Linked DNA regions of Mus musculus: all the other regions are linked to region 3. A link is a contact called in public promoter capture Hi-C data. All regions are on one chromosome and are shown on one strand. Each heading gives the region's core, a stretch centred on a gene start, on an enhancer-like site or on the middle of the called end of the contact. The rest is flanking DNA. Distances are from core to core; before and after follow the strand shown. Region 1 holds the start of Mllt11 (myeloid/lymphoid or mixed-lineage leukemia; translocated to, 11). Region 2 holds the start of Lix1l (Lix1-like). Region 3 holds the start of Anp32e (acidic (leucine-rich) nuclear phosphoprotein 32 family, member E).

Region 1 (3,051 bases), core at 379-2,878, 700 kb before region 3:
CTTTCTTTCCCTAAATGCTCTTCACCCATCATTTTATCTATTTTTGCTTATCCTAAGGGCTCTGGATGGTGAAAATTGACATATTTGCTCAGTAAATGCCACCCAGTTATTTTATGCAGAGTAACTTCTAAATTTTCATTGTCTATTCTTAGAGATAAAATGATTAGTAGATACACACATTTAAAAGATACACTTTCTTTAAACTACCTGGACACACCCAAATACCCTTTGTCCAGATCCCCCCAAGAGCATTCAAGGCCTAATCCACAGGGCCTTGCTGTGTCATGCTGCCACCATGCAGTCTAAGGAGGGATGGTGGTGGATGAAAATGGAGGCTTCCTGGTATTTCTCATGTTGCTCTAGGATTTTCCTATTAGCCACAATCCTCCCCTTTTTCTAGGAGGAGCTGCAAAGACAAATCTGCTGTCATAAGTAGTTCCTGTGAGCTACACTGATTGCAGCATGCCATCGGGCAATCCCACAATGGCTCCCACCTGTCCCACCTAAAGCCTCTTTGGAGCAAAAATCTGAGATAGGGAGGAGATTGTTAAAGGTTCCAATCACTCTCAATAGCATCTCATGTTTAAAAAAAAAAAAAAGTACCCTACTCCCCAAACCTCCCTACAAGAGACAGAAAATCGAGGGGGATAGAAATACAAGGGAGTAGAGGCTACAATAATTACAGTAGGAATAAAGATTCACCAAATAACTGGTAGCAGAAATTATAGCTTGAAAAGGAAGATATAGATAACTAGACACTAGACAGAAGCCATTAGATGCACAGGGCAAAAATTATAGGAAAATGAATACATGAAATGAAGAGCTAAATGCCGAGAGATGATTACAGGTAAAGTGCTAGAAATGAATGCCTAGGTCCATGGTAAGGCATGGATGGAGATCTTAACAGATAAAAAATCTGGTAACGAATAGTAACCCATTGTTCATAGCGCCCCCTTCTCTCCTCTTAAACTGCCCCCCACCTCGGTCTCACACGGGGTCTTTCAAGCTTAAGAAGCGGTCCCTCGTCTTGGTTACCTGTTAGCAATGAATGACTAGGGTGTTCCGAAGACGGAAGGGATGCCTCAGGGGCTCGGGGGTCGGCTCTGGACTGGAGAGGAGGAGGCTGCTGAAGGAAGCTGTCGCGGATGTGACGGCTTTGTCTCCTCACGCCTTCTCCCTCGTCTGTGACAGAATCTGCCGCTGGGTCTCCCCTGCAATGCAGCCCCTCCTAGCAAGGGCGGAAGCACTCCCCGCCCCCTCTCTGCCTGACTCGGCTAATTCGAGGGATAGGTTCCGGAACACGCTATCCACCGTAGAGCCTCTCCGTCGGCTCGCACCGCACCCCCACCTCTCCAAGTACCCTCGTGCTGACTGGAGCGCATGGCTGAGCAGTTAATTGTCCTCTAACTTAGATGTATGGGTTAAAAAGTCTTCCGGTTAAACAACAGAATGGCCCTCCTTTCCCACTGTAAGGACTAAAGGGGACTTTGGGAGACTCAGAAAGGGCCCCAGCGCATCGTCCTCTCAGCGCCTGCAGCAGGTGGACAGACTAGCACAGACAGTTGGGGTGCCGCGGTTGTCCCCGAGCGCGGTGCTTGCCGCTGTCCCCGCGGGCCACGCCGTGCGCCCCGAAGCTGGGCGGAGCGCTGCGCTCCGCTCTCAGCCCCTGGGTTTCGTAATCGCGTCGCCGGCGTTTCCGCCCTCCGCCAGCCCCACCTCTGCCGGCCCGCCCTCAACTCCCCGCCGTGCCGAGAAGCAGCCAGGGGACCCGGAGTGGCGGAGCCCCCGCCCGCAGTGGGGACGCCGGGGAGCCGCAGGTAAGAGCGCCGGGCGAGCCGGGCTGCGCGCGGGCGGCGGGGAGGGGAGGGCAGGGCAGCGGGGAGGTCGCGATCACAGTACACGCGCGGGCGGCGCAAGCCACGGAGAGGCAGGGAAGCGGCGACTGCAGCGTGGGGCCGGGTGGAAGGTGCGAAGCGACAGGGGCTCCTCGCCGGCCCTCTAACCTGAGAGATCTGCTGTGCTAGAGAATCCGAAGTGGTGCTGGGCCCCGGAAGGTCTAAGCCAGAGTGAAGCAGCCACGGAGAACATTGACAGAGCCAGTACAATTCATCGAAGTTCCCATCCTGGGTCGCAGTGGGTGGGGGACGGAGCTGGAGTCTGACGGAGAATATTGGGGGAGGGGAAGAAATTAGGATCTCCTTCTGTTAACTTTTAAGTATCCCCAGCCCTTCCCTGGGGTTAGGGCAGGGTTGGTGCTCGGACAAATATCTGTAACTTGTTTGAAAATGGGGCCCATTCCTCTCTTGGGAGTCCCTCAGCAGCCCGCTATGTTTGGAGGGTCTCCACACAGGGACCAGCTGCATCCCCGGGCTTATAGCCAGAATTTGCCCACACGATTCTCAAGTCTCTTTCTCTCCAGCTGCTTCTTGCTTCTTGTGAAGGCTTGTCAGACAGCGGGTTGGAGAGGGAGGCCTTGGGGCCGGAGGCAGCGGGACCGGGAGAACCGGTTTGGGGCTACCACAGGCTCGGGGAACTACCTGTGTACATCCTTCCTCCCCACCTCTCTCCTGCTCGCCCCTCTACAGCTCTGAAGTGTGTAAGGCCCACCGGGACGATGACGGTGGTTTAGGGTTTGTCATTTCAAGTTCTGGGTTTCTGGTGGAAGTGAGAGGGGCCCTCCTGTCAAGGATGTGGCTTTCTGCGCTTTTGTCCCTGATCCCTCCTGGCTTCCTTTTTACTGTGGGGATGAAGTAGTGGGCCATGGATTCAGCATCCCACCCTCCCCAGCTAGCCAGCTCAGGCTTTATTTGTTCCCAGCCCATTCGTTGGCTGCTTTGAAGAGGAGTGACAGCCAAAGCTTAGTACTTCCTTTTCTGGCTTTGTTCCTCCTCCCCCCCCCCCCACCCCACCCCACCCCACCCCCAACTCCCGCACTACCACAGTGACCCTGGCTGGTCTTCACACTCTGACACGGGCCTCCAAGTTTCAGAGACCCTAATGTCCTAAGGGAATGGAATTTCCTGGTCACTTCTCATCATCATTGGTGGTTTC
Region 2 (2,796 bases), core at 153-2,652, 670 kb after region 3:
TAAGTCAGTCCTCTTACCACTTGTCAAATAAATGTGTTCAGAAGTCTGTTTTGTCACTGCTGCCTGAAAGTGTGGGTTGGGGGGGGGGGTGAAGAGAGAGGGCATGGGAGGGTGAGACTTACAGTCACAACTACTCAGGGAGCCAATCTAGAGGCTGCAGCTACTTTCTTTCCAGGAGACCAACTGACCAGTAGTGGTTGTAGAAGAAAAGGCAAATGGGCCCTGTGTTCTGAGGTTTTAAGGCATTTGGTGGGCCTCCCCCCAGCCTCCCCATGCCTGACTTTTAATGATTTAAGATTCTTACTGCCCCTCTTCTCCATAAGCAGATGCTACTTCCTACATCTTGACCACACAGGTTTTGTTGTTGTTTTAAATACAGGGTTTAATTTCATTTCACCAGGTGTGCCTTTATTCATTTTCTTCTAACCTCCATAGTCCCAGGTCTCTTAGCCAACCCTAGGAGAGGGGGTGGGGCTAGTAACTTCACCTAAGGGGAAAAGGAATGGTCAGTCAACAAAAGGGTGTCGCAGCTTGTGTGCATGGATGTCTGCTGGGAACAACTGTTGGAACCCAGACTTACCTGGATCAAGCACCCTTTCCATCTATGTCCTGAATTTCTCTGTTTGATAGGTTTCTGAGTGTATTCTAGCTCACTCTTTCTGTACAGTGATAAACACATTCTACGTTCTCTGACTCCCTTAGTGAGTAGCTGAAGTCAGAAAACCATTCCTGAATGTAAATAGTGAAAAAAGGAAAATATTTGGATTAAAACACTTAATGTCTGAATCTCCCTTGCCATCCAGCCATTTCATGTATCTAATCTTCCTGAGCATCACTTTTCTTGTTTGTAAAATAAAACCTGGTTTGTACTTGGCAGCTATTAAATAAGGCAGTGCACTCAAGTATATGACATAGCATATTCTCACTAAAGTCAGCACTATACTCAGTTTTCACTCCACCACCAATTGTGTATGAACTTAAAGATGAGTCACATCACTTCTCTGAACCGCATCTACATCTAGAAAGTAAAGTGATCAGACAAATGGTCCTTAAGAAACCTCTCCAGCTACAGTTCTATCCAGCCTTGCATCCAGGCCTATTTTCCCTTCAAGCCCCGCCCCAGGGGTCTGGCCGGATTTCTATCGCTTACCACAGGATTCCCAAAGATGCTCCGAAGCTCTCTCTCTTAGACGATTTAGCCTTTTCTTTATTCAATTGGTTCCCGTGCCTCCGCCTTCCTCAATCATTTGCCTAAGGTGGCTCAGGAGCCCACCCCTTTCCTCCCTCTCCACCAGTGATTGGCATGGCATCTGGTTCGTCCCGCCCGCTCTTGACTGACAGCTGGATCCCGGCACCGCCCTCAATCCCCTGGCTCTTGCTCACTGGGGTAGCTGGGACCGTTAGCTCGCCAGGCTGGCAGGCTCCGGGGCCCAGCTCCGCCGGCCACCGGGATGGAGACGATGCGAGCACAGCGGCTGCAGCCCGGTGTAGGCGTCGGTGGGAGAGGCACTTTGCGAGCGCTGCGGCCAGGGGTGACCGGGGCCCCGACTAGCGCCGCCACACCCCCCGTGGGCCCGCCGCCCGCCCCGCCGCCCCCCGCCCCGCCCCCGCCTCCGCTGCTTCTGGCTGGGGCCCCCGGGCTGCCCCTGCCCCCCGGCGCCGCGGGTAGCCCTGCGGTGCTGCGCGAGGCTGTGGAGGCGGTGGTGAGGAGCTTCGCCAAGCACACGCAGGGCTACGGTCGAGGTAAGTGTCGGGAACTGGCCTCCTGCGGGACACCCTCTAGTCAAGAGCCTGGCTCCCACAGCTCCCACTGTCCTCACAGTGGCTCCGCTTGGCGTCCAGCCTTCGCATGCATTTCCTTTTGGGGAGTTTCCTTCTGGACACACACACAAGCGCGCACGCGCGCGTGTACACACACACACACACACACACACACACACACACACACGAGTTATTAATGCATTCTTCAGGGACTCCTGTTTTCAGATGCAATTCTCTTTTCTTCCCAACTTTTTCTCTGTCAGCAGGCTTAAGATTTTAATGTCCTTCTCCCTTTAAGAACCCGCCCCTATTGTGTGGGATCCTCTCCTTTATCTCAGACCCAGGGCATTTCTCATCCTTACCCTTCTCTGTCTTCTCTCTCTGATCTCAGCAATTCCTGTACTCCCATCTCCTGAGCCCTTGTACTTCATCTTCTGAATCTCGACTTTTTAGTTCTTCACATACTTAACTTACCCACCCCACCTCCCACCATGAAATTTCCACCATGACTTCAGATCTGCTGGAGAATTATTAGGTAGTGCTTTCAAAAGTCACTCACAATAATTGTTCCTTTGAATCTGAACCCACACCATTGAGGCCGTGCCAGCTTCCTGTGACTTGGTGCCTCGCTTTAGTGTCTTAGTTTGGAGCCTCACAACTCGGGCCTCTGTCTGTCTGGCGCTGTATTCCTGGCCCTTGCCCAGGAACTGAGGATAAATCTCAGGCCCTGGCTCACTCAATGCTAAATTCTGTGGAAACAAGCCAGGCAACAACCTTATTTTGCTTAGAAATTGCCGGCTTAAAGATGCCTAATTTCTGGGAAGAGGGATGTGAGAATTTTCTTTGTTGTTTTTGTTTAGGCAACGTTAACCAATTTCCTGTCAGAATCCTGGTTCCAAATTCATAGTTTAAACGACAAGGAACACACAGTGAAGGGTGTATGACTCAGACTTTAAGTCTGGAATTTCCAACACATCCCTTCTGTTTCCTTGATCAGGTCCTCCTGGGTCTAAAAGTGACTGCCTCCTTGCTGTT
Region 3 (2,825 bases), core at 198-2,697:
TAAAAATAATATTTTGAAGGGAGAAAGGATTTGTTTTAGTTCACAGATCTTGGTATAGTTTATCACAGAAGGAATTGCAACACATGGCAACTAAGAAGCAGAGAAAAAGGAATCTAAAAGAAATAATTACATAGTTTCTGTTGTTATTGTTATTTTGTGACAGAGGCTGGCCTTGGATTTACTTAGTAGATGACTGTGGATCTGCCCCTCTCTCCCTTCTGAGGGCTATGATTAAAGGAATGTTGGATCTTTCAGGAACATTAAACAGAAAAAAAAAGTTTTGGTTTTGTTTTTAATTTACTTATTTTGTTTTTGCATATCCGTGTGTTTTGCCTGCACGTACGCACACACAATGCATCTGTGCCTGTGGCCTGTGGAGTCCGGAGGATGCCTCTGAATTTCCTGGCATTGTAGTTATGGGTGATTATGAGCCACTATATGGGTGCTAGAAATCGAACCAGGGTGGAACCTCTGCTAGAGGTCATTGCCTCTCCATCCCCTCACACTTAAAAGAACATTTTAAGTAGATTCCTGTAGGAAAGGAGAGGCCTTGCTGGACAGTTTCTGATAATTGTGTTTCTTTAGGCCTGTGTTATTTTTCCTCTAAGGTGTCAATTTTGTTTGTTTGTTTTTCTGTCTTTTGGAAACAGTCTCTCCCCACCCCACCCCCCTTTCTGTGTAATCCTGGAACTCGCTCTGTAGACCAGGTTGGCCTCGAATTCAGAGATCTGCCTGACTCTGCCTTCCAGTGCTGGGATTAAAGGCGTGTGCCACCGCGGCTGGCTCTAATATTCCAACTTTTTAGCAGTGACAAATGACCTCAGTATCAACTCCTCCTGGACAGTTTTATTTAAAGGCTTCTGACTCAACGTGCTAAACTCAACTCTGCTTTCAGAGCCGTTCCCCCCTTTATGTTGGAAGTTAAAATACCTTCTTTATCACGCTCTGGTTCTACAAGCAGTTCGGGACGGGGAGGTGTCACCAACACGCTGTTCGCGCTCGCGCCCCTGCTTACACTTTAGCCGCAGAGCAGAAGGCTTGTGCTTTAAGACCACCGAAAGCTCTGGGTGCAGTGTGTTGCATGACCCACTTACAACTTGGGGATGCCAACGACGCCTTTTCCCTTCCTTTTAACCCTGAAGCCAGAAAAACCCCAAACAAACAAAAACAAACCCAACAGACACCCAAACCGTCCTACTACCAAGGGGAAAGCGCGCCAATCACACAAAGAAAAGGAGGGGGGCGACTGGGATTCAAAATCATTTCTCCGGGACGTACATCCTCCCGAACCTATCGGAATTAACTGCGCGCCTAGTCAGAGCCAATAGACACTGAGTTTCTGGTCCAGGTCCCCCCTAAAGACAAATGGACAACCCTCTAGCCCAATGGAGTCGTGTGACGCTAAGGACTCGACCAATCCCGTTGGGAGGTGGGTGGAGTGTAGGCTAGGGGGGGTTGGCGGTGCCGTGTCATGGAGGCTCAGTCTCGCAGCAGCCATTGAAGGGGAAGGAACTGCGGGCGCGCGCGTGTCTCTCTCCCTCACTCTCTCTGTGTGAAAGTGTGTGCGTGCCCGAGTGTGCGCGCGCGGGTGTGTGGACTCGGAGGTGGGGGCAGCCGAGTTAGTCCCAAGTCGTCGGACTCCATTTGCTATTCTTTTCTTTCTCTCCCACACCCGTGTGGTAGTGGGCGTTCGTCTTTGCGTCTCTTTTCATTCATCTCCAGACCTTTAGAGGTTTTTTTAGGGTTGGGGATAGTGGGGAGGGCAGGCGAGGGGAAAGGAGGAGGACATGGAGATGAAGAAGAAGATTAACATGGAGTTGAAGAACAGAGCCCCGGAGGAGGTGAGATGACTCAGCCCCCATAGTCCCCTCCCGCCCTGGATCGTGAGGGGTGGGCTTCGGGGGTCCGGGTGGGTGCGCAGGGCGGGCTGGGAAGCGCGCCCCCACTTGGGGTGGAGGCGGGGTGTTTATTTTAAGTTTTAAATCACCAGGCTCTTGTGCTTAAAATGGCGAAGGGCTTAAGTTTCTAGGGGCATTTTCGTGAGCGCGCGGGGGCTCAGCCCCATGGCGTCCTCGCAGACTGGTGGCCCGGCATCGCGGGCGCGGGCGGCGTGGGCGCGACCCCCGGGTCCTCGCCACCTGCGAAGTTGGTGTAACTTTCCCGCGGCGCCGCCACTCGGCCGGCCGCGGCCCCGGGTGTGGGACTCGCGCCGATCTGTGCCCCACGCTCCCTCCGACCGTGCCCGCTCGCGGGCAGCACGCGCCGCGGCCGGGGCCGCAGCGGAATCCCGGGACCCGACGGCGCGGGCCGCGATCCGCGTGGCGCGCGGACTTTTACGCAAGCTGGAGGCTTGTGCGAGCCTCGCTGCGCTCAGTGCGGTCGTAGGGAAGAGTCCCGAGTCTTGAAGGGGGCCCGGGAGGCGTCGCCCCGACTCCCCGCCGTCGGATTCCCTAGCGGTTTACGCCAGGTCCGCGGGTCTGGAGATTGGCCGCGGCGGGCGGGGACCAGGCTCGCTGATTCGCGGCCGCGGCGTGAAATCGAGGGACAAGGGGTCCGCGCCGCCGTGGTCCCTTGACGCCCGCTCAAAGGCGGGCATCTGCCGGGCCTCCACAGTTATCATGCAGAGCCAACGGTCCCTGAGCCCTGCTGATTTTCGTGGTTCCTTTGCGGGTTTTGGTGACTGGAGGCGAGAGAGAGGTGGTGGAAACATTGTTGCTGTGAGGGTTATCTCTGGGAGCAATGGAAGTTTTCTAGAGCTTCTTAGAAGATTCTAGAAAAACTCAAAAGTTGAAAGCTGTCAGCAGGACGTGGTGAGTGATATCTGT

What was found. Promoter capture Hi-C pulls out the DNA fragments that hold promoters and counts their contacts.
Region 1: a promoter capture Hi-C map of the SN4741 cell line shows a contact between it and region 3, with 3 times the contacts expected there. The contact joins the promoter of Mllt11 here to the promoter of Anp32e in region 3. A contact is called at or near these places in 1 of 39 promoter capture datasets (the SN4741 cell line), 3 of 115 datasets of contacts at active chromatin or transcription factors (effector CD8 T cells, microglia and pancreatic cancer cells) and 3 of 9 other capture datasets (adipose tissue, liver and macrophages).
Region 2: a contact with region 3 is called in a promoter capture Hi-C map of liver, with 5 times the contacts expected there. The contact joins the promoter of Lix1l here to the promoter of Anp32e in region 3.

Annotation. Positions count from the first base shown.
Region 1 is chr3:95,227,049-95,230,099 of GRCm38.p6, forward strand. It overlaps Mllt11 (myeloid/lymphoid or mixed-lineage leukemia; translocated to, 11), which reads right to left and starts at 1,629. Exons shown (of 2, transcript NM_019914.4): 1 at 1,036-1,629. It overlaps Cdc42se1 (CDC42 small effector 1), which reads left to right and starts at 1,376. Exons shown (of 5, transcript NM_172395.3): 1 at 1,376-1,817.
Region 2 is chr3:96,599,731-96,602,526 of GRCm38.p6, forward strand. It overlaps Lix1l (Lix1-like), which reads left to right and starts at 1,403. Exons shown (of 6, transcript NM_001163170.1): 1 at 1,403-1,743. The coding sequence starts at 1,452. Gm52628 (a long non-coding RNA gene) reads right to left here and starts at 1,369. Exons shown (of 2, transcript XR_003954672.1): 1 at 581-1,369; 2 at 1-487. Ankrd34a (ankyrin repeat domain 34A) reads left to right here. Exons shown (of 2, transcript NM_001024851.3): 2 at 1-48.
Region 3 is chr3:95,927,810-95,930,634 of GRCm38.p6, forward strand. It overlaps Anp32e (acidic (leucine-rich) nuclear phosphoprotein 32 family, member E), which reads left to right and starts at 1,448. Exons shown (of 7, transcript NM_023210.4): 1 at 1,448-1,841. The coding sequence starts at 1,788. It overlaps Gm46815 (a long non-coding RNA gene), which reads right to left and starts at 1,216. Exons shown (of 3, transcript XR_001783926.1): 1 at 931-1,216.